Linked DNA regions of Mus musculus: region 1 is linked to region 2. A link is a contact called in public promoter capture Hi-C data. All regions are on one chromosome and are shown on one strand. Each heading gives the region's core, a stretch centred on a gene start, on an enhancer-like site or on the middle of the called end of the contact. The rest is flanking DNA. Distances are from core to core; before and after follow the strand shown. Region 1 has its middle 15 kb from the start of Zfp729a. Region 2 holds the start of BC048507 (cDNA sequence BC048507).

Evidence for each region. Promoter capture Hi-C pulls out the DNA fragments that hold promoters and counts their contacts.
Region 1: a promoter capture Hi-C map of embryonic stem cells shows a contact between it and region 2, with 2.5 times the contacts expected there. The contact joins the enhancer-like site here to the promoter of BC048507 in region 2. A contact is called at or near these places in 6 of 39 promoter capture datasets (the 3T3-L1 cell line, embryonic stem cells, hippocampal neurons and 2 more) and 3 of 9 other capture datasets (adipose tissue, liver and pancreatic islet).

What each region holds. Positions count from the first base shown.
Region 1 is chr13:67,650,626-67,654,801 of GRCm38.p6, reverse strand. No RefSeq gene overlaps it. Among named protein-coding and RNA genes, the nearest start is that of Zfp729a, 15 kb to the right of the region's middle. Within about 2 kb of position 1,816, at least 6 of the 459 cell types and tissues checked have an H3K27ac peak or open chromatin away from gene starts, as enhancers often do. A contact at or near this core is called in embryonic stem cells, where this site is marked.
Region 2 is chr13:67,861,990-67,865,912 of GRCm38.p6, reverse strand. It overlaps BC048507 (cDNA sequence BC048507), which reads right to left and starts at 2,587. Exons shown (of 1, transcript NM_001001185.3): 1 at 1,990-2,587. The coding sequence starts at 2,407. The coding sequence ends at 2,138.

The DNA.
Region 1 (4,176 bases), core at 567-3,066, 210 kb after region 2:
GCATAGTGATAGAGCTGTTCAATCTAGTCTTATAGTTTATAAATATAATAGCTGGATTTTGTGTTTTTACACTGGTTTATAGGGGTTAATAATTCTTGTAACATAGAGTACTAGCAAATTCTAGTCATAAGCTTCACCTAGATTCATGTATGTGTTTTCATGTTTGAGTCTGAAGCAGGCGACTAGGAACAAAATTTATGTACCTCACATGTACTTATCATATTGTGGTCTTCAAGTGTTTCAGGGAATTGCTTAATATGATGGTTACATGTGTAAGTTTTTTTACAGTAAACTGAGACTATTCCTAACACTAACCTGTTAGGTCTCCAAGAAGATAATGGGGCCCTGCAATGCAGAATCCAGCTGGACTGTGGTAACACTGTCTTAGTCAGGGTTTCTATTCCTGCACAAACATCATGACCAAGAAGCAGTTGGGGAGGAAAGGGTTTATTCAACTTACATTTCCACATTGCTGTTCATCACTGAAAGAAGTCAGGACTGGAACTCAAGCAGGTCAGGGAGCAGGAGCTGATGCAGAGTCCATGGAGGGATATTCTTTACTGGCTTGCTTCCCCTGGCTTGCTCAGCCTGCTCTCTTACAGAACCCAAGACTACCAGCCCAGAGATGGTCCCACCCACAAGAAGCCTTTCCCCCTTGATCACTAATTGAGAAAATGCCTTACAGTTGGATCTCATGAAGGCATTTCCTCAACTGAAGCTTCTTTTTCTGTGATAACTCCAGCTGTGTCAAGTTGACTCACAAAACCAGCTAGTACAATTGACCCCTTGTCAACTTGACACACAAACACATCACTAGTAAGCCTCAACCCTTACATTCTTATTCATCCCCAATGTCTAAATAACTTTCAATGTCCCACAGTCTTTATATATTCTTAAAATTTCAATCTCTTTAAAATATCCATCTCTTTTAAAATCCAAAGTCTTTTTACAATTAAAAGTCTTTTAACTGTGGGCTTCACTAAAATAGTTTCTTCCTTCAAGACTGAAAATAACAGGGCACAGTCACAATCAAAAGCAAAAATCAATCTCCAACCATCCAATGTCTGGGATCCTCCAAGGGCTTGGGTCACTTCTCCAGCCATGCCCTTTGTAGCACACGTTGTCCTCTAGGCTCCAGATGCCTGTACTCCACTGCTGCTGTTCTTGGTGGTCATCTCATGGTACTGGCATCTCCAAAACACTGCATGACCCCTTCAGTGGTGGGCCAACAATTGCAACTGAGGCTGCACCTTCACCAATGGCCTTCCATGGCCTCTCACAGTGCCGAGCCTCAGCTGCTCTGCGTGACCCCTTCATGACTTCAAAACCAGTACCATATGGGTCACCCTTACACCTTACCAAGTCCTGCTGCTGCAGGAGTACCACCTTGGCTATTTCTGGAACACAGCCTCTTTGTGCTTTCAGAAAAACACTCCCAGAAGATATCACCTCAATGATGCTGGTCTCTTCTTAATCACCACTAATTTCTTAGCTCCAGCTAACCAGCATCAATAGTCCCAGTAATGCAAAGTTTTTGCTTTAGTAGTTCTGGTATCTTGTTAATCACAGCTGATTCTTCAGCCCCAGCTAACCAGAACCACAGAATAATCAAACTCCAAAATAGCAATGGCCCTGAAAAAGAGTCCTTAATTTTCCCTCTGAAATTTCACAAGCCAGGCCTCCATCTTCTGCACAGTTCTCAACCTTATCTTCCAAGCTCCTACACATCATCTGACAGAGCTCTTAACACAGAGTGGATCTTCTAGTCCTGCCAAGCACACTGGTCAAATCTGCTGAAAAGCCTTGGAGCCACTCACGAGGAAAAGAGTTTCAAGGAAACTCACGTCTTGGAGCTTTGGCATTCTCATTTACCCATATACTCATACCCTATTCCCGAGTTAGTCTGGTGTATGGAACTACGAACTCTCTTTTAGTATTATTTTATTATAAAAGCTTTTTAAGATTAAATTCTGAGATAGTTAAGTCTCCCCAGTGTTCCAAGCTCCCAGAAGCAGAGCTTAGAATCCTGTAAGAATGCAGTAAGGAAGTTAACCTATTCAGTAACTAATTAAGCATTACAAAAGACGGAGCCAGTGGCTCAGAGCTAGTCTACAAGGTGTTTACTAAGGACAGTAACAAATTGCATGCAAACAAGGAATACCACGAAAGAGCCAGGGAATCCCACTGAGATAGAAATCTTCAGTGCAGGCTACATTACATATTAGAAGCAAGTCAGTGAATTCTTCTGACAAATGGAGATTCTCCAGTTACTTAAAATTTACACTCATATAGGAATTTATCAAGGTCTAGGAGATAGGGGGGTTGTGATATTGCATTATTCATGAGGTCTGCCAAGAGCAGAACCCCCTGGTGCTAGCCTTCATAAGGTTCAAATGTATAGCACTAGAGTGTGAAATCCTTACCTGTCACTAAGCTGCCCCTAAGCAGGACTGCTTTATCTTTACTGTAACCTTCTACCTGGTTCCTATAAATCCTTTTGAAGTCATTCCTTTGTTTTGTATCAGGTAATTTCAATGTACTTTGCCTGCTACCCTTTGTATTTTCTGTACTATATAAGATTGGTGTTCACTTTGTGACAATACATTCAGATTCTACACAATCTCACCTGTTAGTCTGTCTGTCACCTGCCAATGCTTTGCCCACCTGCCCCAGAGACCCGTTCCACGCAGACAAAGGGACCCACAGGGTCTGTGACATAGCCCAATGTTCCAAAGTCCTTCCACAGTCCTCCCCAAAACATGGTCAGGTTGTCACAGGAATAACCCACTATGCTGGTACCAATTTGTCTTAGGGTTTCTATTCCTGGACAAAACATCATAATCAAGAAGCAAGTTGGGGAGGAAGGGCTTACACTTCCATATGGCTTACACTTCCATATGGCTTACACTTCCATACGGCTTACACTTCCATACTGTTCATCACTAAGAAATTCAGGACTGGAAATCAAGCAGGTCAGGAAGCAGGAGCTGATGCAGAGGCCATGGAGGGATGTTCTTTACTGGCTTGCTTCCCCTGGCTTGCATAGCCTGCTCTCTTATAGAACCCAAGACTACCAGCCCAGAGATGGTCCCACCTACAAGGGGCCTTTCCCCCTTGATCACTAATTGAGAAAATGCCTTACCATTGGATCTTATGGAGGCATTTCCTTAACTGAAGCTCCTTTCTGTGATAACTCCAGCTGAGTCAAGTTGACACAAAACTAGCCAGTTAACTACCATTGAGAAAATATTTTTGAAGATTCTGGCGCCAAGTTCTGCACAAACTATGGACAACTTTGGGTTGAATACTGTGTTCTACCTAAGCATGATTGCTACTAAGCTGACAAACACCTCCCAAAAATCAGCTTTGGACTATGAACTGCTCAGGACAATCAAATTGCTGATTCCATATGAGACTTAAATACACATTTTTCAGAATTTTGAATTCAAAAATACTTAGTCTTAAGCCTTCCAAATACAGCCAGGTGTGGTGGCGCACGCCTTTAATCCCCGCACTCAGGAGGCAGAGGCAGGCAGATTTCTGAGTTCGAGGCCAGCCGGGTCTACAAAGTGAGTTCCAGGACAGCCAGGGCTACACAGAGAAACTCTGTCTCGGAAAAACCATAAAAAAAAAAAAAAAAAAAAGAAGACTTCCAAATACAACCAAGCTCAGCATGTTGGAAAGCTTAGCACAAATAGCTTTATTAAATATGTTTTACTGTGTTTGCATTAAAACCATGCCCTTTTTATTTAGACAAAAAAAAAATGGAGAAATGTTGAAAGGAATCTGATCACACTGTTAAGCTCCAATTCTGTTATTTACAGGAAAATCCCATTTCTAGATGTGCTGTGGCTCAGTCCTAGCAGATGCCTTTAATCCAAGAGCTATCTCCTTGAATAATGTATGCAAGGTTAAAATAAAGTCAACCATAGGTCAAGAGGCAGAGGATGTGAAAGAACTCAGTGGGGAAACCCCCACTCAGCTCCCGATTCGGCATGCACCCAAGAATCACGAATAGAACACAACACCTTGGAGTTTCATTAGGTCCCATTTGTCAATTCTCGATCTTACAGCACAAGCCATTGCTGTTCTGTTCAGGAATTTTTCCCCTGTGCCCATATCTTCAAGGCTTTTCCCCACTTTCTCCTCTATAAGTTTCAGTGTCTCTGGTTTTAT
Region 2 (3,923 bases), core at 1,338-3,837:
CGAAGCAACACACACATTTGAAGAAACAAAGCTTTGAAAGCCCTGTGGTTTATCAGTGGTCAGACTTGGGTTTTGTCAGCTGAAAGGCAAACTAGGGCCTCTGGGAGATGGAGAATTGGAGATAACAAAGTTCCCTACCAGAGCTGGGGAGGAGACATGTCATAGACTATCCTCTCCCATAGAAGCTTACTTGTGGTAAAGGTCACACTTGGTCATTCCAACATCATGCTATCCACAAAAAAAAAAAAAAAAAAAAAATCTAAGGCTATCAGCTATAACATTACATAACTAAAGTCCAGGAAACCGTGAGAGTGAGTAAACTTGACCACATTGGATTTTTTTTTTTTAATCAAGAGGGAGGAGAAGAAAGCTGTTGCTACGCCACCCCCCCCACACACACACACCTCAAATACCCATTTACAGCATTCCTTCCCTGTTTTATTGAAATGTTCCATTTGTAGCATCAACATTTAGATTTTGATTAAGTGGAAAACTAAGTTTATGAAACAAATGATCTCATAATTTTTTTTGAAAAGCCCCAACGTTGAGTGTATATACTTTCTTCATACAGACTACGGTTTCTAAAGCCTGAAAACCAAGCTTCGAATAAAACAGGCTCAGTGGTTAAACACACAGGAGTCTAAGTTTGTTCTTTGTCCAGCCTTTCCAGATTAGCTTGGGTAAATTCATTAAGACGGCTCCCTGCTGAGCTATGTCCTCTGCTCATTACACAGAGTCTGTTCCCTCTCTTCCTGCTGACACTGACAGACCAGGGACCTAAAATAGATCCTAATTATTTTCCATTACTCCTCTCTGTTCAAAGCTTTGCATGGTTGTTTTGACTGTGAGACCTCATTAACACGGAGCTCATTAAAACCACAGAGAATGGATGAATCCACAAGAACAAAACTTTGGTTGTGGTAAAGGTATAACGGGCACAAGGTATAAACAGGAAATAAATATGAAAGATGCCATTCTAGCTCTCAGTACAGAAACAATGCCACTCAGACAATACAGTAGGTGACAGTGGCTCCCAGGGTTACAGGGGCTTTCATCCATTGATGAAATCCTCACCTTAGGATCCCCAATTATGGACTTAGGGAAGACAGTTTTCTTTGCTCCTCTTCCCAGTGTGGCCATATTAAATCTCTCCCTTTCAGCTTTAAAAAGGGAGGGAGGGAGGGAGGGAGGGAGTGAGGGAGGGAGGGAGGGAGGGAGGGAGGGAGGGAGGGAGGGAGGGAGGGAGGGAGGGGTAAAGAAAGACACACTAGAAGATATTTTAAATTGCCAATAATATTTTTAAAGATTATTTATTTATTTATTTATCGTGTAGTCAGCATTCTTCCTGCATGTATGCTAGCAGGCCAGAAGAGGGCACCAATTCTCACTATAGATGCTTATGAGCCACTCTGAGCCACCATATGGATACTGGGAATTGAACTCTGGACCTCTGGAAGAGCAGCCAGTGCTCTTAAGCTCCGAGCCATCTCTCCAGCCCTGTTAATAATATTTTGAAATGGAGATACCTCAAGTGTCTTGTCATAAGAAGTATCTTGTGGCCTGAACAGGCAGTGACGCTATCTCGGTGGGCATGAGTGATCTCATTAGCATGTGTTATGATAGACTTCAACAAACAACACTGGATTTACATTCAATCTCTTTATAACCATCCTAAAAGATTTGAAAGACAAATGCATATTTCTTATAGAGAAAACATAGCTCCAAGGCCAACAGTTGTTATTCAAGGTCAAAACTCATAAATAAAAGGAAGGAAAACAGGGCTGGTCTGTTTTCTTGAACTTAATCTCCCCCCCCCCCCGCCGCCCCCCGCCACACCCACCTCCCATGCGCAACCGTGTTAAGATTTTTCTTTTTTTTTTTTTTTTCTTTTTTTTATGGCATCTCCACCAGATTTATTTTTAAAGGAATGACCTAAGGGAGAAAAAACTAGGGTACAGAAGTATGGGCTAGAAAATAAATACAAATGTAAGCTGTTTCACTAATTTTATAACCACAAACTTGTACAGAGAATGAGGCCCTCTACAGAACACAACAGGTTCAGACGAGGCGTTCCCTTAACAAGGCTGAAGATCCGGACTCTGGTATTTGACATTTAGGATGCAGTCAGTCCACGCTTTTACCCAGATTTGAAGAGAAGAATGGCCACCTGACCCAGGTAGAAGTAGACGAAGTGTTTGGTTTCGTACGTCACGTAACTACCGAAGTTCCGGCCCACAATGCAGTGCCAGGTGGGGTTGTACTTCTTGTCAAACTCCTTCTTGATATGGGCCGCAATATCCTTCTCTGTGCTGTACTTCTCCAGCGCCTGGATAGCACACCTCACCGAGTCCTGCTGCATCTCTTCCGACATGTCTACAGTTTTTATCACTGCCTTCCGATCGCACATGGTTACCGCGGAGCAGGGGCCAATCGGCCGCTGCGTGCCCCTAGGGAAGATGCTGGCGGTGCTCAAGCAGCAGCAGCAGACAGCCGGTCCCTGCTGAAGCCGAAGCCGTGGCGCATCTCTTAGCTAAATATTTAACTGTATGCGTTTGCTACCTTTTCTTTACCCCTTCAGGAGCCATTTGGTAGGTGGTTTATTTTGTCACAAAAAGCAAGAAACCGCCTCATTGTGACTGCACAATTACCCGCTGACCCTCTGAGGTGGGGAGCCGAACCCTGGAGACCTGGCTTTTCATGAATCAGAAATTCACATGTGTGAGGAAATGCAGTGGAAGCAGCAGACACTGCTGTTGCTTGAGGGAAATATTTTAAATGAACCGGCCTACTCTCCAATAAAATCAAAACTTTTTTTTTTTTTTTTTTTTGGTTTTTCGAGACGGGGTTTCTCTGTATATCCTTGGCTGTCCTGGAACTCACTTTGTAGACCAGGCTAGCCTCTAACTCAGACTCCCGAGTCCTGGGATTAAAGGCGTGCGCCACCACGCCCGGCGCACTGTGTCTATTTCACGAGGGGGAAAAATGAGCGTATTTCCCTAAGAAACTTCAGAAAGACTGATTTAAACACGCGGGACCTGATGAACCTCTAATGGCTTCATCTTAATTAGTTATACCTGTGATGCTCCTGTTTCCAAATACGGGCACACGCCGGAGCTCTGTGTTCATATTCCTGAAAGATTCAATTAACCCATAACATTTGCTGTCATACCTTGCTGACATGTTCGCAGCTGTGTTCACAGACCTGAAGATGGCACTGTGCATCAGCTGAAAACATTCTCAAACCACCCGCAACAGAAAAATCCGCACACTGCCCACAGCCCTGGCTAATACATGAAATTATATAAAGATTCAGATCATATTTCAATTTGAATTGGATGTACCTACGTTACCATTTTTCCCCCCATTTTACTTATTTGAAGCTTCTGGTTAATTGCAAGTTCCCAGACAAGGTTAAGAGAGCAAGATTTACCCACAGATATGCAAGAAAAATTTCCGAGCCTTTGCAAGTGACTCATGCCTGATACCCCCAACTTTATAACTACTATAAGCTCTTAGTTCTTATCATTTCTCAGCAGTAAATGGGGCCACTGATTAGCAGAAAAGAGCAATCTTCCTGGCTTTGGCAGCCCATTCAACTAATCACAGTACTTGGGAGGCAGAGGCAGGTGGATGGATCTCTGTGAGTTCAAGGCCAGCCGGGTCTACAGAGCCAGTTTTAGGACAGCTGGGGCTACAGAGAAAACCTATGTCAACAGAAACAAAACAGAACAAAACAAACAAACCAAAAACAAAGAGGAGGAGGAGGAGAGGAGGAGGAAGAGGAGGAAGAAGAGGAAGAGGAGGAGGAGGGAGAGGAGGAGGAAGAGGAAGAGGACAGACAGAAATAACAAATCTCTTCCCCATTCTGGGCCCCTTTTCCTTTCTAACTTTTACATTTAAAAACAAAGAGTTAATAGCAATTT